Regions from separate parts of the Mus musculus genome. Here region 1 is linked to region 2. The links are chromatin contacts, called in public promoter capture Hi-C maps. All regions are on one chromosome and are shown on one strand. The core of a region is the stretch at or near the end of the contact, and the rest is flanking DNA. Distances in the headings are between cores, read along the strand shown. Region 1 overlaps Mapkap1 (mitogen-activated protein kinase associated protein 1). Region 2 holds the start of Angptl2 (angiopoietin-like 2).

Region 1 (5,166 bases), core at 2,172-4,671, 1.3 Mb before region 2:
TGTTAAGAGCACTGACTGCTCTTCCAGAGGTCCTGAGTTCAATTCCCAGCAACCACATAGTGGCTCACAACCATTTGTAATGAGATCTGATGCCCTCTTCTGGTGTGTCTGAAGACAGCTACAGTGTACTCACATACATAATAAGATAAATAAAAATCTTAAAAAACAAACAAACAAACAAACAAAGGGTGGCCTGGGCCAGCAGCCAGTGAAAAGGCTGCAGGTCATGAGACAGCGTTTTAGTTGATTTTACAAAATGCATCAGTCACCACCTCTGGGCCAACCAAAGTTCTGGCAAACCAAAAGGAAATCATTATTGTTCACAATTAATTTACTTAAGTTCAACATCCCTCTGACAAAGGAAAAGGATCTGATCATACTTGTCTTTAGAAAGGTAGTCATCAACATCTGGCAAGATTATCAGGTTGCCAGTGTCAGTTCCAGATCTGCTGCTGCAAAGCCAAGATGCTACAAGGCTGAGGCTCTGAGACCTGCCAACCTTCCCAGCCACTGAGCCAGGCAGAGTCACTCACTCTTTGGGAGTCTGCCCAGCTCCTACTGCCTGGTCCAGTGCTGGTGGACAGGACAGGGGGCTCATGGAAACAAAGAGAAAGTAAGGGCACGACTGACGCTAGAGAAACACAGACGGACACGTGAAGCTACAAGCAAGAACCACTGTCCTTACATCTTGTTGCTTTACTCTCTTCTTCCCATGCTGCCCAGCACAGCAGAGGCTGCTGGAATACTTACTGAGCACTAAGGATGCTTTTGACAACTGATGCTTGAAAAATCTGTGTGACCCTTCAGTGCGTTTGTTTGTTTTACTTAAATTGTAATTCATCTTAATTCATATTGTTCCACTATTAAATGTAGTACAGGGGAAAACCCAGCACACTCACATTTTGCTATGGTCTGGTATTCCTTTGACTTAGTAGTGACAGTCTCTAGGAATACTGAAGAGCCCCAAGGCCACTCTAGTTCCTCCAGCACTAGAGCTTTACTTGGATCTCACTGGCTTTCCCTGTGGAAAACTAGTTTGATGACAAAATGGCACCCCCACACTTCATCCTGTGACCTAGGGAGTCACAGAGGCAGGTGTGGATGATAGCTGCCTCCTGGTGCAAACCCAATGCTGTTGGCCTGAATTTAAACTATCGTTGTCTCTAGACATTATCACAATAAGAAAAAGACAGCCTCACTGACTAGCTCTTGCTTGGGTTTCTGAGACTCACAGAGCCCAGGCTGGCACTGAAGTCCTTATCCTTTTGCTCCTCTCTCTCAAGTGTTGGGATATCAGCTTCTTTTCCCCTACAGCATCACACTCCTATTCTAGAAGGAAGTAGATTGATCTTTCTAGGGGAGGGGTGTACACATGTCTCCACTGAGCTAGCTATGTGTCCTGAAACGAACCCAGTACTGAGGACACACCTTTCCACAGCAATCACAGGTACATGGTAGAAAGTTCTTTCAGCTGCAACTGACCGAAAAGGAAGAGCTCTGCTGTCATATTGCAGCTGCTGAAAACTTCCTTCTGAGCTGCTTATGGAGGAAAATGGCTCTTGTGTCAGGCCTCTGCAAGCAGTGGAACACTGTGGAGGATGCTTGGCTGGTCTCGGAGAAGTCTGCTGGGGTGGGCTAACTCTTGTAAAGGAGTGGTTTTATGCAAAGTAGCTAACACAATCTTGGCAGAGGAAGAATTCTTCCAGCTGGCAAGAGGATCCACAGAAGGCTGGCATGCCTGTAGAAAGGGTCTTCTGCTTGTGCTGGGTGGGGTAAGACTCATACTCTTCCCAGAGACAGACACAGCACCCCGAGCCTCTTTGCTTGTAGTAATCCTACAGTCATTCTCATGATATCCTCTTCATGCAGCCGTTCCTGAGAAGCAGCAGCAAAGTGCTAAACCTCTCTCTACCACAGAAACATGCAAATGCCACTTGTAAATAAGTAAGTTCCTTGGCAGCACCCTTCTGCTGGCTTTACCTCCAGACTCTCTGGCACAGGAAGCTGATGACATAAGCTGTGTGACAAAGGAGTCTTGTGATATCAATCCTCCTCTATCATGGCATGGGCATCCTTGTTAGGAAAGCAGCTGTTTCTTGGAAACGGTGCTTCCAGCAGCCTCAAGTTCAAGTGCAATACAAGGCTCCTTCTATATCACATTAAGTTTCCTACAGACTTAACTTGCTGGAAACATAAAGTTATAGGCAAAAGCCAGGTCAATGAATGGAAACAAAGTAAAGCAACACCTCCAGAGAAACTTAGGCCCAAGGGTGATGACAACACGTGACTTCCACTGAGTTCTCTGTATAGATTAAATATCTTATAAGCACCCGGCAATCCTACAACCTTTTCAGAGCCTGTGACTGAGGCTGCAAGGGGTTCATGACTTGTCTCATTTTACAGCTTATCAGAGGTGCTGCTGAGGACTCAGGGTGATTTATTTCCAAAGTCTAGGTTTTTCCTACAGCATCACACTCCCATTCTAGAAGGAAGCAGATTGATCTTTCTAGGGGAGGGGTGTACACATGTCTCCACTGAGCTAGCTATGTGTCCTGAAATGAACCCAGTACTGAGGACACACCTTGTAGTCGTGAACAGGACAATACAGGGACCCATGAGTTTAGGTCTCAGGTTATTCATTACTACTGTGTAGCCTCTCTTAGCTCTAGTGTCACTCCATATATAAAATGAAACTAACAGCCAACTAAAATATGTGTTTGAAAAGTGCTGATGTAAGTGGTAATAATTATTATCAATCTGTAACTTTACATGGAAAGTTAAAGCCACGGGTAAATGAAAGAAGGAAACCATGACCTCAAATGTTATTTAACATATTATGTATAGAAAAATAAAATATCCCACACTACTGGGTATCTTCCCGTGCTGCTTTCTGTCTTATTGGCTTGAAAGTCTCCCACTACCCCAGAAACTGACTGTTTTGTCTAGACCAACTAAGCAGCCTGTTCTTGAGCTCTGCCTGTCTGCCTCCCGGCGCTGGGCGGAGCGGCGTGTGCAGTGAGCATCTAGCCTTTTACACGGCTGCGCTCCCTGGGCTTACGGGCTACATGCTTTGACCACTGAGTCACCTCTCCAGCTCCCCACCCTCCATTTTATTATTAACTTTGGTAGCCCTGAAAAGCTGACAACTGTACACAAAAAATTCAGGTACCTACTGCCACATTCCATACCTAACACTTGACCCCATTTGCTCCAGCAAGTATTTACCCCACTCCCATCTTTTCGAATGCATTTGAACCAGGAGACAGATACCAGCATATTTAGAACACCCTGTAGTTAAATGGCTAACTAGGATTCAATGTTTACAATTCTATTTTTACTTTTAGGCACAATCTGCACACAGTGGGATAAATAAACTTCACAAGTGCCGCTTGCTCACCTGTGCTTGTGCAGCCCAGCTCCTGACCTCACGTGGACTGTCAACACACAATCTATTTCCCTTAGCCTAGAAAGCTTTCAACAGCCTTTCACAGTGAGGAAATTCTGTGGTTGAGAAATATTACACAGAACTTAAAAATCTAATTTTATCTGTTACCTGTTATCAATACTCACGAATTGTGCAGGTGTGTTTACATACATACACACACACACACACACACACACACACACACACACACACACACACACACACACACAGGTGTGCACACATATTCCCCATTCATGGCATTCACAACCATAAAAGCAAAACAGGATACAGCCCAGGTCACAAGGTCTTGTGTAGAGATTAAACATAAAAATGCTGGGAATACTATTAAGTTTCCAATGGACATCAAAGTCATTTTGTTGGTACTTCCTCTCTACTTCTTTCCCCCTAATTTAAAGATGCTGCTTTGAAATAGAAAACAGTAATGAGGTAAAAAAGAAAAAAAAAACACCCAGTTAAATGAGAGCTGTGGGAAAAGGCACCTCTCTGCATAGGCAGTCCTCTCCCAATTTATCCACTCTGACTTCAGCTAATTAAACATCCGTCTCAACGGCCTCCTCGGCAAATTAGTCATCCCCACTTTGTGACACTGATTGTTGGTTGCAGCCTCTCCCCACTTGCTGCCATTCCCAGAAACTTGTAGGAGTTTTCTCACCAGGCACATGGCAAGGAATGATGCAGGGTCTCCATTAGCCCCCTACAGTTGCCCTTGGTACCAGTGCTGTTTGTAATGCTGCCAGCCATGTCCTCAGACATGCCTTCCCAAAAGAAACCTGTTCAGGGGTGACAGTTTTGTCTACATTTCTGAGTTCCAGTGTATGATGCACTTTCCAAGTGCTAGTACATATACCAGACGGAAAAGAGGTATTAAATAAGCATTTCATTGAAAATCTGTTTTACGATAGCTTTGATGAGGAAGGAAGGAAGTAGTACAAGGTCTCAAAGGAACTGAACTGAGTTCTGGTAAATCACCACAGATCCTCTGAGCACTGAAGCTTTGTGAGTGGATCAAATGGCCAGCAGGCAAACAAGGAAAGCTGCCCGGCTTGGCTGTATGTGCACACGCTCCTTGTCACCTGCCTGCTGAGAGAGAGAGAAAGAGAGACGGCAGGCGGGGAAAACCTGATTTTGCACTATAGGATACATTTTACACGTTACTCAAGTCAGACTTCTTAAAATGCCTTTTCCCCTTAAAAGAGCTTACTGTCCATCCTAAGTGGTAGCATCTTTTAGAAAGACAAATGGCTAACAAGCACATTTGAAAATACTTAACTACACTGAAGACTCAGATAAAGAAAGTAAAATGAGACACTAGCAGCTGTCTGTCTACCAGTTTGGAAAAGCTGAAAGACTGGTAGAATACAATGTTGGTAAGCCCTGGGAGCAGGTACTTAGCAGGTACATACTTCAGGAGTGGTGGGGCTGTGTAACAGCTGCTCTAGAGATGATCTGTCTCTCTTCATATGTGCGGGAGATATGGAAGCCAGTGGTCAGTATCTGATATCTGCCTCATGGCTCTCATCTGTGAGATGGCTTTTCACTGAAGGCAGCTAGGTGAGCTCCAGGAATCGTCCTGTCCAGTACTAGAGTTATACAGGTATATAACCATGTCCAACTTTCATGTGATTTGAACTTAGGTCCTCATGGGTGTGTGGCAGGCATTTTACCCACTGAGCCACCCCCTCTGCCTTCAATCATTGACAAGAAATCCCTTATCTGGCACA
Region 2 (5,469 bases), core at 2,909-5,408:
CAGGGTGGATGCTGGAGAGTCATTCAGCAGTCCAACCTTCCACAGCAGAGACTGGAGTAGGATCCATCCCTGGAAGGCTTGGGCCTTCGGGAACCTGGGAGTCTTTGGGAGCTGAAGATAAGAGTCCCTTCTGGGCATTTCTGTGGTGGTCTCCATCTGCCTGTGTGAGAACTGAGTGACCAAGGCCAAGTCTCTAGGGCTGCTGGCCTCAAGACAGGCTGGTTTCACCAGGGAGTGGACCTGCACAATGGCTCAATTGTCAGAGGCCTGGCTCCACACCCAGCATCTCAGCATTCCTGTGATCAGAATGTGTCTCATGGCAATGTATACATGGAACCGGATGCTGTAACACCCCCACCCTCCCCCAACTCCCTGCTCCTGTTAGGAGCAGGATACAGCTTGGCCACAGAAACTTCCCCCAAATAAGGATTCTGATGTGTACTATCTACCACCGTAAACTCCAAGCTGCCCGAGCTTAAGTAACCTCTTCGGCGTTTTCTGTAAGTTTACAGGAAAGATTCACTTCTCTATCTAGTTCTTCACAGAGATTTCTACTGTATGGCTGTAGCAGACTGTGAGCTGAGCTGGAGGGGCAGCTTAAAGCTGGGGTTCCTCCTTTGTGGGCCACCGATGGAGAGGCCATGGGAGGTACTGTGTTCCGGAGCCTCAGTTTCCACTTCTGTATCAGCTCCCAGGGCCATCTCTTATGACTCGCGCCATCTGCTGGGTGTTTGTAGAATTGTTTACAGTCTGCCTATCTCATCCTAGTGCTCTTAGGTTCTGCACAGCTGTTCTATGGTGTGCACCTAAGATGAGAACCTTCCAGATAAAGTAGGCTGTGATTCAGTGAGAGGCAGAGGCTGAATATACCTGCCCTTCCCAGAGACTGGCTGTCTGCTGTGTTTGTTTCAGATGCCTGTGCTGCCTCAAGGGCTGTTAGGTGTGGCCCAGGGTAGGTGCTGAACTCCCACACAGCAGCCTCACAGGATTCCCCGGCCAGTGATGGGAATACCTGCCAGCACGCCTATCCTGTCAGGTGGATGAACCCCAGGCTCTGCCCTCCACACGCAGGGTGGGAACAGTGTGGACCGCGCAGCTCCACTCCCCACGCTGCAGATGTGGGTCCCTGCAGAGAAGGCAGCAGGGACGCCAGGGAAGCACACTGTTCTTGGAGGGATTAAGGTCAGCAAAAGCAGACTTGACAGCCAGGGAGGGCCATAGGGCGGCATCAGGACAGAGAGGTCAGGATGCCGTGTGGAGTAGTGGAGTACAATGGAAGGGGGAGTGGGCTTTGGAAACACAGTACTAGGTTCAAAGCCTATGGATCACATAGCTGTTAGCTTGGGCAAGTTAGCTTTCTTTATTCCTTCATCTGAAACAGGAACCCATTTTCTAGGGTAGGAGTAAGGATGGAGTAAGATGGAGTGCCTGCTCACCAAGCCCAGTGGGCAACTGTTGTGGGGTTCTTGCCTGTGAGCCCACAGCCATGCTGGGCATGAGTCGCTAGACTCCTACATGCCGTCCACCTATCTCTTTCCGCTGTGTTCCCCTTGCCCAGTGGTAATCTGTATGTCTTAGCCAGATTCACAGAGTTAGGCAGAACCTTTGCAGAGGCCAGAAAGCCACCAGGTTCACACTGCAGTAGGAAACCTTCAGTGTCACCCACCCCAGAAGCCTGAGTTGGAAGCATGTACTTCACAGCCACTTTCCAAATGCCACCAGGAACTCAGGAAACCTCTGTCCCTGGGCTCAGATACGCTGGTGTTGTGTGGCAGTAGTTACCACGGCCAGGCTTGCTGGAGTCTGTTCTCTGCTTGTCCCTCTGCAACAGGTGCAGCCGGTGGCCCTCTTGCGGGACCAAGGAAGCTCCATTTTCCTATCCCTGTGGCTCTGACAGGGATGCCAGTAGGCAGATCCCAAGGGTGATGCAGGATAGCATCCTGCCTGGGAGAGTGGTGTTAGAAGTTTTGGTCTAGTTGTATGTTTTCTTACAATATACTTCTAGGATGTAGAAATGCTACAGGTGGCTCAAGCCCAGTCCAAGATGCAAAGTATCTTTAATACATTTTAATACTCTTTTATTATTTTATATTTAAATATAAATATATGAATAATATATGTGATAAATAAAATATAAAATAAAGTTATTTTAATACCCTTTAATCCTCATGTTGTGGTGACTGCCCCCCCAACCATAAAGCTATTTCATTGCTACTTCTTAACTGTAATTTTGCTACTGTTATGAATTGTAATGCAAATATCTGATATGTAGGATATCTGATGTGGTTGCAACCCACAGCTTAAGAACCGCTGCTTTAGAGAATGTATCCAGGTCAGGGCAAGAGTTGGGGTACTGGTTCTTCCCTCTGGGCATGCTGATGGTTGGGCTCTAATAACTGGTAACCAGGGCTTTAGAGACTCTGAACACATCTCGTGCGCCACCCCTGGAGAGCAGTGAGTGATGTGTGACTTGAAGAAACCCTGAAGTCACATGCCAGGCTTCCTCATCTGGGAGATGGAGGTAGTTAGATGTGTGTTGTGGGGTTGCTGCAGGTGTCTGCTGGGCTGTTGCTGAGCTGGGCTCTCAGCCCTCTTTTTCACAGATCAGGAAACTGAGGTTTAGAAAAGCTGTGATCTGCCACTTAACAGAGTTCAGACAGGAGCCAGCTCATAATCGCTGCCATACTAGGCCTGTACTTGGAAGAACCCATGTGGAGAGCACTGAGCTAGCTTTGGAACTTGTGTTCTCAGTCTTCCTCAAAGGGATCTTTTTCTGAGTAACAACACTGGCCTCTGGGAACTCTCCTAATCCCACAGCAGAGGCAATAGCTGACCCGTGACACGGATGTCACAGGGAGAGGGGAGGGATCAGCAGAGAATTTCTGTTTGGAAATGTTATCTCATGCTGAAGCGCTTGCTTTCAAGGGACTGACTCTGTATGTGGCGCCTGCTGTGTCCCCTCACTAGGCTGTTCAGAAAGCAGGTCCTCCACAGTCTCTCAGCCACATCCTGCTGGCTGGAGACCTGGGATCCATCTACTGTATCCTTGGGCGCAGAGGGAAAGTCAGGGCAGCACTTTGCCCCAGTCCTACCGACAGAAACTTGTGGGTGACATGTTCTGTCCCGCACAGGACGCCTCTGCTCCTGGCACGCTGGCAGCTCGTGCTGCCTGGCCCAGGGCACTTTCTGAACTGAGGCCCCCACTGCCTCAGGTCCGCATTACATCTGCTTCTGCTGTAGCATAACTCTAGCTGGCTGGGTGTGCAGGAGTCCGGAGCTTGAACACAACTTGCCCAGTCCTACACTGCCCTGCGACTCTCAGCCTGCTGCCCTTTCAAATCCGCACCTACACACATGCACATACCCGGCTACCAGCCTGTGTCCGACAGCCAAACCGGCTCACCCCAGAGGCTCTTTGTCTGAAAGAGGTGAGTGGAGCTCACCGATGAAGTCCTCAACATCCCAGCCCAGTGTGCTTGTGCCTCTACACCACCCTGCCCAAGTATTCACAGTCCTCTGCCTGGTCAGATGCTTGATTCAGCTCTGAGCAAAAGCAAGGTTTGACCCCTGTGGGGTCCAGCTGCACACGGAAGCTGGAGGAGTCAGGGTTGCCCGTCTCAAGCCCCTCTTCCCCTGGCTGCTGCAGTTGAGAGCTGACCCCTTACCTCTTCTCTCCTGCTTGGCCCTGGAGCAGCGCTTCACATGCCTCACGGTGCCATCAGCAGCACAGCCTGGCCGTGGCCTCCAGGAGAGGTCCCGAGTCTCAGGCTGGACTGGCCGCCGAGCAGCCCTGCCTCACTGGCCTCAGCTGGCAGCAGTCTATGCTCTCTGAAGCTCCTAGGGATGAGGCTGGCTCTGGTGTCACCGGGGCTGCTCCCAACCTGCTCTCCCTCACAGTGTGGTCCGCAGCTGCCTTAGTGCATGCTTCTTGCAGGTCCTGGGTCCAACAACACCACTCAGGGCTTGGGGTCCATCCCCAGGCCGACAGCAGCAGCCTCAGTTGAACTCCCAGGTCCTTTGTGGAGCCTTTACGTGCCGCCAGAGGAAACTGTGAGCACAGCCTGACCCTGGTTGGCTGCAGGCACTTCTCTCCGCCCACCAGTGCAAGAGGATCCCCCAGGCCCCAGAAAAGCTCTGGGCCTCCCCTCAGCTCCAGACAGGGGCGGGCCGCCTGGTGATGTCACACTAGCTCCAGCCCCAGCTGGCCCAGCCCCTCCTGCCTGCTTTGGCGGCCTGGGCGGGGCCCCCTCCTTCTTTGGCACAGGAAGGCTGGCCAGCTCTGCTCCTGGCTCACCAGCCTGCTCCACTCCCTGAAGGCTGACGTTGCTGGGGTGCCCTGTGTAGGCAAAGCGCTTCCACTGGACTCGGGTAACGGACTTGAGCAGCTGCGGCTGTGCAAGCAGCTGCTTGGGAGGCCAGGGAGCCCTGCTCACTCTTTCTGTGGATTGCCTTACTAAGTGTTCAGCATCTTCTTTCCAAACCACTTCATCCCTGCAGAAGGCACTGCTAATGTGGCAGTGGGGTAGGACAGTGAAAGTACCATGACTGGGTTGGGAAACTAGAGGAAGACTGTTTGCCACTCCCTGAGCTTCCTTCTCTACAGCATAAGTGAGCCACATTCCAGCAACACTGCCAGGTTCACCAAGGTCACCTGGGAAGGTCCGGTTACAGGATCAAGGACGGTGTGCCAGGTGGGCAGGTGGGCTGGACTTAAATCCAAAGCCCCTGCTATGTGACCCTGCCAGCCTTAGTTCTCAGCTGTGACTTGGGTGAACACGTGGTAGAGTCCCTGGGAGCTGTCAGTTGTGAATGGTCAAGAGAGTGGAGTGAGCGCTAAGACTGGTGGCTCCGAGTAGAGAAGGACAGGGCCTTGGTGCCTAGGCCACATCCTTCAGATGCATCAGGTCTGTTGAGCTGGCAGTAGAAGGCCACTGGCATCCTGCAGGGGTGTAGAGAGGGGGAGACCCCAAGTCCCATGCACAGGCTCACCCACTGCTTGATATTAGTGATGTCTCTTCTTTGAAAAGTGTTAGTGGTGGTGGTAACATTTAGGTACGAACTAAGAGGAAACTTTAGTGGCCCTCTCTTACAGCAAGTCAACATGGGATATTTTCCTGATCTCTAAGGAGACAGACCCACTGTGGCTCCCTCTCCTGAGACTGCCACCTTTTATTCAGGAAACAAATTATTTTTTCTGCTTCTCCTCAGCCTACTTAGCCCCTTCCCTCTTCTGTCAATTTCTTCTGTTCCTAGAAGAAACTACAGACCTTAAGGGACACCATTAGCCAGAGAGCTGATCTGGGCTGGGCAGGAAGTCTTTTTCTACCAGGGAGTGATGAGCACCGCTCTGCTTTCTGCCTAGGACCTGGTCCGGGTCCTGTGGCTGAACACCACTTATTTGGAAGTGAGTCACCATATTCCGCAGCGTGGTCATACAGCACATTGAGAGGCTGTCCCCTTTCACTTATC

Evidence for each region. Promoter capture Hi-C pulls out the DNA fragments that hold promoters and counts their contacts.
Region 1: a contact with region 2 is called in a promoter capture Hi-C map of liver, with 2.6 times the contacts expected there. The contact joins the enhancer-like site here to the promoter of Angptl2 in region 2. A contact is called at or near these places in 3 of 39 promoter capture datasets (liver and pre-B cells), 1 of 115 datasets of contacts at active chromatin or transcription factors (pancreatic cancer cells) and 1 of 9 other capture datasets (embryonic stem cells).

What each region holds. Positions count from the first base shown.
Region 1 is chr2:34,543,081-34,548,246 of GRCm38.p6, reverse strand. The region is part of intron 7 of Mapkap1 (mitogen-activated protein kinase associated protein 1); the gene reads right to left. Among named protein-coding and RNA genes, the nearest start is that of Gm34178, 30 kb to the left of the region's middle. Within about 2 kb of position 3,421, at least 19 of the 459 cell types and tissues checked have an H3K27ac peak or open chromatin away from gene starts, as enhancers often do. A contact at or near this core is called in liver and pancreatic cancer cells, where this site is marked.
Region 2 is chr2:33,214,650-33,220,118 of GRCm38.p6, reverse strand. It overlaps Angptl2 (angiopoietin-like 2), which reads right to left and starts at 4,158. Exons shown (of 5, transcript NM_011923.4): 1 at 3,666-4,158. The region is part of intron 8 of Ralgps1 (Ral GEF with PH domain and SH3 binding motif 1); the gene reads left to right.